2 separate regions of the Mus musculus genome follow, and region 1 is linked to region 2. Evidence: chromatin contacts called from public Hi-C data. All regions are on one chromosome and are shown on one strand. The core of a region is the stretch at or near the end of the contact, and the rest is flanking DNA. Distances in the headings are between cores, read along the strand shown.

Evidence for each region. Hi-C and Micro-C count contacts between places; a contact is called where the count stands out from the background.
Region 1: a contact with region 2 is called in a Hi-C map of stem cell-derived neural stem cells, with 5 times the contacts expected there. The contact joins two enhancer-like sites. A contact is called at or near these places in 1 of 39 promoter capture datasets (hippocampal neurons), 1 of 15 datasets of contacts at CTCF or cohesin (the NIH/3T3 cell line), 19 of 484 Hi-C or Micro-C datasets (the C2C12 cell line, cerebellum, cerebral cortex and 11 more), 4 of 115 datasets of contacts at active chromatin or transcription factors (astrocytes, embryonic forebrain, embryonic stem cells and 1 more) and 2 of 9 other capture datasets (adipose tissue and embryonic stem cells).

The regions. Positions count from the first base shown.
Region 1 is chr2:31,480,742-31,485,710 of GRCm38.p6, reverse strand. It overlaps Ass1 (argininosuccinate synthetase 1), which reads right to left. Exons shown (of 16, transcript NM_007494.3): 5 at 4,548-4,736. Among named protein-coding and RNA genes, the nearest start is that of Ass1, 13 kb to the right of the region's middle. Within about 2 kb of position 2,565, at least 6 of the 459 cell types and tissues checked have an H3K27ac peak or open chromatin away from gene starts, as enhancers often do. A contact at or near this core is called in stem cell-derived neural stem cells, where this site is marked.
Region 2 is chr2:31,191,216-31,196,210 of GRCm38.p6, reverse strand. Gpr107 (G protein-coupled receptor 107) reads right to left here. Exons shown (of 18, transcript NM_178760.4): 14 at 4,321-4,364. Among named protein-coding and RNA genes, the nearest start is that of Gm22516, 4.0 kb to the right of the region's middle. Within about 2 kb of position 2,025, at least 8 of the 459 cell types and tissues checked have an H3K27ac peak or open chromatin away from gene starts, as enhancers often do. A contact at or near this core is called in stem cell-derived neural stem cells, where this site is marked.

The sequences.
Region 1 (4,969 bases), core at 1,316-3,815, 290 kb before region 2:
GTGGGCACAGGCTGCCAGGGATGCCGTCTCCTCCGGGTTGCCCGTTCTGCCACTCACAGAGAGGGAGGCTCAGGCACTGTGAAATAATAGAGGCCCCTTTCGCCTACTGTGAAAACTGCATGGACGCAGCCAGGCAGCGGTGGGAATAACATGTTATTTTCCAGAGTCTTGTCAGGTGGTGTGGAAAGCCTGGTACCAGCCCCTCCCCAACGGAGCCAGGAGCTGTGGAGAGCTGCTGTCTGTAAGCCTCTCGGACACAGGGCACCACAGCCAACCCCTCTAGTCAGTCCCCACACTGGCTACCTCCTATTACTATCATAAGGGCAGTCACAGGGGCCAGGGGACTAGAGATGAGGAGCCCAGGGTCACACAGGCATCACATCCATCCTGAGCAGGCAGTGAGCTCATCTCCATGGGTAGGGCTGCCCACAGGGTGGGGCTGCGCTGTTCCCATCAAGGTGGGACACTGAGGCAGAGGTGTGGAGAGCAGCGTTTTCTCTGGGATCCACACACCAGAACATTCTAGCGCAAAGCTGACTCTTAGATTTTTGCTGTACATGGCCAAGTGCTACCTGGCCTGCCCACTCTTTCCCCACGGCTTCAAGTTTCGCCAACACAAAAGGCAGCCTGTGCCTCCCGAGCCAGGCCCGACTGGACTGGTGTCTGCTGACCCAGACACAGCAGGGGGATGGACACCCATCTGTTTAGAGAGAACCTGGAAAAGCTGGACAAACAGGCTTTCTTGATTCAAAGTCTGTCCCAGGCAAGAGCCTAGGGCCTCCGAGTTCCCTTTATCAACCCTGCAAGGGACTCCCGAGCCAGGGCAGCTCCTAGTAACATGCCTAGGTAGGGGATGGGGAGACGGACACTGTCAAGTCACACACATGTCCACACACACATGTGTACATTGCGTGTACCATGGTGAGCACCCATGGGAATGGGAGGGTAGGGAAGGGGGGGCACCTTCCATCTGCCCTGGGATAGCCCTGCAGATGGTGCCATTTACAAAAATACCCCTGCACCCCCGGTGTCTTCGGCTCACATTTCCAGTCTTTTCTTTCAAATCTAGAGGGTGGGGAACTCGTGCTCTGTGCATCTCACAGTGGAGCGACCAAGGATATGAAAGATGGCTTTGTAAATGATGCTCCCTGGTTTGGGCCGCTGGGAGGAGAGAGTGCCACCTTGTCCCTGGGCTGTTGCACAGGCTGTGCCTGCAGCCTGGGCTACACTGCCTTACAGTGTCATTGGCTAACTCTTGCCCTTCTTCCAGAATGTTTGACACATCCTGCCAGCGCCCCTGCTGGCTCAGTGTCTCTCAGTCCCACAGCGCCACCATCTGGCTGCACCATGGCCTGGCATACAAGAGTCATGGTGGACATGTAAAATCTCAGTGTTGGGGCTGGAGAGATGGATCAGCTATTAAGAGCACTTGCTGCTCTTGCAGAGGACACGAGTTCTTCTGCACCTACATGGTGGCTCACAACTATCCGTAACCCAGTTCCAAGGGATCCAATGCTTTCTTCTGACCTCTGTGGGTTAATTCACACATGTAGCACACACATCACCTAGGCACACACACAAACACACAAGATAGATAGATAGATAGATAGATAGATAGATAGATAGATAGATAATATTGTAAAGACTCCAAATAAGGAGAAGCTAAGGCAGAATGATGGCAAGTTCAAGACCAGCCTGGGGCACACAGTGAGACCACTGAAAACAAGGAGCCTGGCTAAGCCTTTAAATTCCAGCCTTCAGAAGACAGGCAGGGGCATCTGAGCTTTAGGCCAGGCTGGTCTACATAGCAAGTTCCGGGCTATAAGAACCACCCCAGGCCTTGGCTCCCAGACCATCCAGGTCAAGATAACTACAGGCATATCACCAACCTTCCGCAAAGGCCAGAGACTCAATCTTGAGGTTACCCAAGGCCCTCTCTGCTCTGACGTCCCAGTAGCCTGCGTACACCTTGGCTGTGGAGTCCCCCCTTCCTCAGCGGGACTTTGCCAATCTCTTGCTGGGACCTGCCTTCAGCATTTCCTCATCCCCCAGCCTGGCTCTGCCTCTCCGTCACCATCTCCACCATTCTCTTGGGACAACTGCTTCTCACATGTGCAGTCACCAGTGTGTGCTCCAGGCAGTCAGACACTGCATCTAAGTGCTGATCCCCAGCCTGGGCCCAGGACCTCTCCAGGTCTCCTCTCATTCCCCATTACTTAGATAGACACTGTCTCCTGGGACCGTGGGCTCAGGAAAGAGGTGGAGTGTGTGTCACTTGGAGCCATGTACATGTGGAGACAGGCATAGGAGTATCCCTAAGGACACACAGACCAGGGACAGCAGAGCCAAAGTGGTGCTGGCTCCTGGCGGTCTCCCTGGTCTTCTTGCTGCTCAGGGGCCCTGAGATATTTCAAGTTGGACGGTCTACCCTATAAAAAGTGGGGTCCTGCCAGACTCAATCAAAGCAGCTGTGGGACCCGTGTGGAAAGATCTAGAGCCCTGTGAGTGAAGCCCTGTAAAACTGCTGCAGTCATCAACATCATCATCTGGTGCCCATGCTTCCTCAAACATAAGCCTCTGGTGCCCTCTAGTGGCCATATATGCATATAGCACAGCGAGTAGCCACTGTACAGCAGCTAGCTGGCTTGTCTGTGGCTGGCTGGGCTCTGCCTCACTCAAGACAGAATCAAAAAGAAGTACAGCTCTTTGTTGTACCCAGCTGATTGCCATGGGATGGACCTTCAGAGTCCTGACTCCGGCTTCGGCCAGCATGCCTCCCAAGGTGGGGAGTTCACCGCTGCCAGTTCGGCTCATTTGGAAAGATGCAGTGCCTCAGAGGTTTATTCTGCCGACGCTTGTTCTTAATGACCTGTGTCCTCACCCATCTCCCAAATGGTCCAGGAGCTGGGTGTCAGTTTCACTTTCGATGGCGACACTGGGGCATGCTAGCAGAGCTGAGTGCACAACTCTGAGCCCCAGGTCTGACCTTCTTCCACCTTTGCCACCATGGCTGTCTTCGGGAAGGTGGTACACACTGGAGCCTCATTTGGTCTCCTAGCATGCAACTAAGCAGACTGGGTACCAGAGGAAACTCCTCCAGGGTGGGAAGATGGCTGACCAGTCTCCCCCATTTTACAGCTACTACTCAGGAGAGCTGCTGGCCAATATGCTTTGGGGGAGAACTGCCCAAGCTGGGCTCAGACTCTGCTGTCTCTCCCATAGCTACTCTGTGTCCTCATGGGCCATTTGTTGCCACAGCCTCTTGCCTGAGAGACACTGATCCCTGGTTCTGCACTAAGTCTACCTGTGTTCATCCCCAGAGTACAGACATCATGAAGACAGGGTAGTCTTTCTCCTGTCCCCTGCTCCAAAGCTCCTGGCCCCCGTCCTTCTGTAGTCTTATCAGGTGCCATTCTATTGGGCTTCCCAAGGGCATGCGATAGACTTAAGGGACTCAATTATGTCTGTGACCAGGAGGCACCCTACCCTTGACGCTCCTGCCACAAGCCAGCTGAACAGAATCTAAGACGATGAAGGTGCCCAAGCTTCCACAAACACCCAGTGCCATCCTGGTCATTGGCTATTTCTGGGACCACCCTCAGGTGAGCTCTTTGACGTCAGCCTTAGCTGCATGTCTCCTGTACCTGCATCATCACCAGCCCCATACAGCAAGGTGGTAAGCCTTGTGGGTTACGGGCGGCAGGATGGTTAGGCATGTCCTGTCTCAGACTGCTATCATGGCACCCACTAAATTTGATGGCCCACTCTTTGGAGTTATCAATGCAATTAGGAGCCCTGCCTATCCCCATGGGGTCCTCTTCAGCCTGTGTTGCACATGTGCTAAGGTGATCCTCAAAGCTAGGTGCCACGGCCAGGTGTGGTGGTATAACCCTTTAGTCCGAGAACTGGGGAGTCAGAGTCAGACAAATCTCTGAGTTTCGGGCTAGCCTGGTCTATAGAGAGATTTCCAGGACAGCCATGGCTATAGAGAGAGACACTGTCTTAAAAAAAAAAAAGAGTCAAGTCCCCAGATCTCTGAATGTGACTTTGTTTGGTCTTCACAGAAGGAGTGGATTTCAGAGAGGGCATTAAGGTGTCTGTTATCTGGGAAGGCAGCTTTCAAGGAAAGGAGATAGGAACAGACATCACAAAGACACCGGAGCACCACTGAGGCCTCTACAAGCAAAGGAACAAGTCCCTGGGGCTGCTGGGAGGGCAGTTTCAAACACAGCCCTCTGGGCCTTTGGAAGGAGCAGGCTATACGGTGTCCTTAGAATCCTGGCTCTCCAACTCTTTTTAGCTCTTTGTATTTTATCCCATGGTGACATATGCTGTGACTTTATCTGGGGCATGTGTAACCTGGTCTACCAAGCAGGTGACAAGGCTTCCACTGGGAGCCCAGCACAGACGATTCAGCATGCAGATGGAAGGGACCACCATTGTTCAGGCAGCCCAGCCTTCATCCTGGCCCACTCTGGGATCCTCAGCAGCCTGCTCTCCCTCCCCTCCTATAGTCACCAGATCTGCCCAGCCATCCATAGCCTTACCTTTCCCGTGGCGCCGTGAGACACATACTTGGCCCCTTCACGCTGGGCAATCTCCACCTGTCTGCGAGCTATGCAAGGCCTGGCGAGAGAGGTGCCCAGGAGATAGCGGTCCTCGTAGAGTGCACTGGACTGGACAGCAGGCCAGATGAACTCTTCCACAAATTCCTTGCTCACATCCTCAATGAACACCTAAAGGGAGAGCAGCTATGAGAAAGAGCCTAGCAAGGAGTGGGGTCCAAAGGGAATACAAGGAGCCCTTAGCCATACCAATAGCCATATAAGCTCAGAACAGGCTATGCCTGCCTTTCCTTCTGCGCTGTAGTATATATCACTAATTCATTCTAGCCAACCGTACTGTTACTCTCCCTTCTGCACTCATGGCAGACATTACTAGTCAATCCCAATAGCCCATCTAGCATCCT
Region 2 (4,995 bases), core at 776-3,275:
AGGGGATCTGGTGCCCTTATCTAGCCTCAGGGTACCAGACACGCATCTGGTATATATACATATACACAGTCAAAAGACTCGTGCACAAAACAAAGTAAAATGTAATAAATAAAAGAACTTGGTAGTTGCTGTGGTGGGGCAGCTCTGACCCTGCACAGACACCATTGTAACACGTCTGCACCCGTGAGGCACTCTGAGAAAAGAGCTGCTTGTGGTGGTTTGAGTAAGAATGGCCCCCTAGGGTCTAGACTCTCACTCACTCTCACTCTCTCTCCCTCCTCCTCCTCCTCCTCCTCTCTCTCTCTCTCTCTCTCTCTCCCTCTCTCTCTCTCTCTCTCTCTCCAGGCTCTCACTCACTCTCTCACTCTCACTCTTTCTCCCTCCTCTCCCTCTCCCTCTCTCTCTCTCTCTCTCTCTCTCTTTAGATCAGGATGTAGCTCTCCAGCACCCTGCTGCCATGCCTGCCACCATGTCCCTTGCCATGATCAAACTGTAAGCAAGCCCCCAATTAAACACTGTCCTTTATAAGAGTTGTTGTGGCATGGTGTTTCTTCAAAGCAATAGATCAATAACTAAGACTGTACTAAAAATGGTCTATGAAGCCACTGTGACCTAAAGAGCCCCAAGACGGTATTGGAACCGTGTTCTATGGAGAGGTCGCTCAGAATGAGGCCATGCCTCCACCAGCCTGCAGCTCTCCCATCACCACATCTTTCTGAAGTGGATGTAAAATGGAAGGCTCTTTAGAATACTTCTCCTGCCTTTCCCTCAGGAACAGAAGGCAAGAAAGGATGACTAGAGGTAGGGCCCGTCAATCAAGTTATCAGCATGTCCCCAAGCCAGTGCTGTAAGACAGAGAGTTGGAGCAAGGAAGAATCCTGCAGGTTCCAGGGCCAAGCAGCCAGTAGATCTTGGCTGGAGCACAGAGAGCCACTGCACACTCTCTTATGAGACTCACCCAGGCGCCTCAAAGCTATGGACAGAGAGATGCTTCGGCAATGTGGTGGGAATGAAAAGGGCAGACTCAGGCAGCTGCTCCTTATCGCTTCCCTCTGGGCTTCTTCAAGTTCAGCCAAAGGGACTCGAGAGAGCAGGGGTACACACGAGCCCAACCAACATTCTCCAAAAGCCACGCTCAACAGCTCAACAGCATCTTCCCGCTTCCTCAGCCTCACTGCGCCTACACAAGCCGGAGTCATGGTGAAGGCCAGGGAACAAGGCAATAGAAGACGAAGTGGAGCACCAGGCTCCAGCTGACCCTGGGGCCTCCACACCCTCAACAGACTGAGGCTGGCTGTCCTAAGACAGGCAAGACCCACAGAGAGTGGCCAAGGGGCCGGAGGACCCACCACATACTAGGAACCAGCAGCCAGCGCCTGCCCCACAGGCAAGGCCACACTGTGGTGACACTGACCCTGGCCTGCTAGCCCAGTATGCTGATACCCATGCTTCTCTGGGGAACTTCCTCCATGGGAACATGGCTTCTTTGACTCTGGAAGTTGTTTTTCGAAGAACAGAGTAAAGTCCACACTTATGGGTCAGTTCAAAAACACCCTGTAGAGAAGAGTCCCCCATTCTGTCACTCGCCTTTCTTCTGGACAAGGGGTTCTGTGAGGGTGTAACTCCTAGGCTGGGATGCAAGATCATTTTTACAAATAGAGAAGTCACATACTGCCACCCAGTGGAAGGCAGAAGAACAGCCTCGTGTGACCCTGATCTATACACCCACAGTTCTCAAGCTGGAGGTCCTGACCCCATTGAGGGTTTAACACACAGGGGTCACCTAAGACCATCTGAAAACACAATTGTTTACATTACCATTCATTACAGTAACAAAATTAGTTATAAAGTAGCAAAAAAATCACTTTATGGTTGGGGTCACCACAACATGACAAACTGTATTAAGGAGTGGCAGCGTTAGGAAGGTTGAGAAAAAGATAACTTTTCTGCAGACTGTCTTCATTGCAGGACCTGCCGTGCTGTCTACCCAAGGCTAAGTTCTTTCTTGCCATCCTCAACCAAGAGCACTGTGGATGAATCATCACAGACCAATCTCCAGTCACACCCAGGACAAGATGGAGGACAAAGCAGGGACAGCAAAATGGGCAGAAGCTAGAATGACAAGTAGCGAAAGATGGTAAAAAAGGGCCAAAGGCCATCCCATCACCAGGGGACCACACAGCCTAGGAGACAATCAGGCAGAACTTTCCACTTGGGGAGCACTACCTCTAGGATATTAATTTAGAAACACCAAAACGTGCAAGGAGAAAGGTAGCATGAGACAGGAGGATCTCTGTGAGTTCCAGGGTAGTCAGTGAGACTGGTCTCAAAGAACAAAACCAAAACACAAAACCAAAAACACAAAAAGGGCTGGAGAGGTGGCTTAGCGGTTCTGAGCACTGGCTGCTCCCCCAGAGGACCTGGGTTCAATTCCCAGGACAGTACCACAGCTGTCTGTGAATTACTCATATGGAATATAGACTATATGCAGGCAGAACAATGCGCACATGAAATGAAGGAATGAAGGAACGAATGAATGAATGAATAAATAAAATCTCATCTTAATACACTGAGGACGGGCAGTGGTGGCGCACACCTTTAATCCCAGCACTTGGGAGGCAGAGGCAGTCGGATTTCTGAGTTCAAGGCCAGCCTGGTCTACAGAGTGAGTTCCAGGACAGCCAGGGCCACACAGAGAAACCCTGTCTCAAAAAATCAAATAATAATAATAATAAAACCCTGTAAAAAGCCCCTATGCATTAAGTTATAAAAGCAATGCCACCTTTTAATATAATGTACATACAACAACAATGGGCTCAAAACACTCCTGAACATAGCCAGGCAGGCTTTCTCCCAGACCAGGTGATTCCTAAGGCTCTCTTCTGCCCACTGCAGAGGGTGGCAAGGTTACAGGCCTGATGCCCAAACAAACTGCCTGTGCTCCAGCTGCTGAGGGTGTGATGCGGGGTGGTGGTGGGGGGAGGGGGTGCCAAAGCCCTTGGGAAGAAAGAAGAAGGAATGACAGGAAGTCTGAATCTCAGCACTAGAGAGAACCAAAGCTGGCCCTGAGCACGTGTGGAGGCCTCGACGGGCAGTGAGCGCCTCCTATACAGGGCTGCCCAGTGCTGCAGAAGCCTGGACAGTGTATGGGCTATTCTAGGCCCAAGCTGAACAGAACATAAATACCCAGTGAGCACAGTCAGGTCTTGAAGAGAACTGAACCCTCAAAGCCGGGAGTCCTGTGGACACAGCCGGGAGGACGGGCAGCTCAGTGGTAATGTCCACGTTGTACTTCATCTCAACACCAAACCCACTAAACAACCCCCAAAATAAAACAAAGTGATCTACGTTATCAAGCCTAGAAAATGATATATAGCTAGCGTGTTTTGTCTAAAATGAATCCATACTTTTCTAACAACAACTGCTCAGTGATGAAGTTCTGGGGTGCAGCTAGGGGAGCAATTTCATGTGTTCCAAGAGCTGTTCCCCACCCTGTGGGCCAGTCCGCAGACTGGTGTAGAGCAGAAACACATGGGTCATTCTCTGCTGGGCATCAGGTGCAAAGGCAAGCTCGCCTGCAGACATCAGAGCTCAGGGCTGGACACCAGGCAACACAGAGCTTTATTGGCCTGAGTCTCTCACTTTGGAGAAACACAGGCATGCACTGTGTTGCAGCAGCCAGAAGGAAGCCACACGCTGCCACCTCCACCCCCAGACCCAGTGTTCCCACAGCCCACTGCTCTCCGACCTTTCCCAGACTCCAACAGTCTCTCCTGAGACAAGACTTCCTATTGGATTTGGTTTTGAAAGGTGAAGATCTTTAATCTGAGCAGGCAGATGGACCTCTGAGTTTCAGGCCAGCCTGATCTACAGAGTGGGTTCTAGGACAGAGAAACCCTGTCTTGAAAAACAAAACAAGCCAGGCGTGGTGGCACACGCCTTTAATCCCAGCACTCGGGAGGCAGAGGCAGGCTGATTTCTGAGTGTGAGGCCAGCCTGGTCTACAGAGTGAGCTCCAGGACAGCCAGGGCTACACAGAGAAACCCTGTCTCAAAAAACCAAAAACCCAAAAAAAAAAAAAAAAAAAAGAAAAGAAAAACAGAACAAAATTTTTTAGTAATTAAGAAAATAAGTAAAGATCACAATGAAAATGGCCAGCAGAAGTGACCCATGGCTGTTGCCCCAGGCCTCCCTGTAACACAGCACCTGCTGCCCCCCAGAGTGTGTCCCAGCCCTGCCTCTCCTGTCCCCGATCCTGTCCCGGTGGTCAGGGTGAATGTCAGTGCAGCCCAAGGAGCACGGGGAGCAGCAGACACTTGCCTTTTCCATCTGTGGCGGAGGCTTCTTGTAAATGCCTGATTGACCTAAAAATAACCACGCGGAGACAAAGGTTAGTGGGCGAGCCTGCATTCGCTTCTATTTATGGCTCTAGAAGCTTGGGACCCAAGCCCCATTATAAACCAAAGTATCTGGACCAGATGACTAGACAGCCCCCTCCTTAAAACAAGAGACCAGTGTCAGTCCACCCTTGGCCTGGTGCTCAGGTTGGGGGGAGAGGACCTCTGCTGGCAGAATCAGGGCCAGCAGGAGGGGCGAGAGAAACAATTCTGCTCTCACTCCGCAGACTCCCCTGTCCCTCTGAAGACTAGCAGCACTGCTAGGCAGGGAAAGGACCCCAGAGAAAGTGACTGCTGATTCCTAGCAGCTGTGACGGTCTGGGGCTTGACACGAGCTCATTGCACTTGGTAAGATTCACAGACCTGGAAGAGGCCAGTCTCTAATAACTAATCACCACCATTATGGTCTAGACAGGGGACAGTAACATTATTAAAGGTGCCTTGGAGACAGGCACTGTGGTGCAGGCCTGCAATCCCAGCATTCAGGAGGCTGACACAGGAGGCCTGCTGAGAGTTCAAGACCACCCTGAGCTATGGTGAGCATCAGGCTGGACAGAGCTCCCCAGTGAATCCCTGCTCAAAGAACAAGACATAAAAT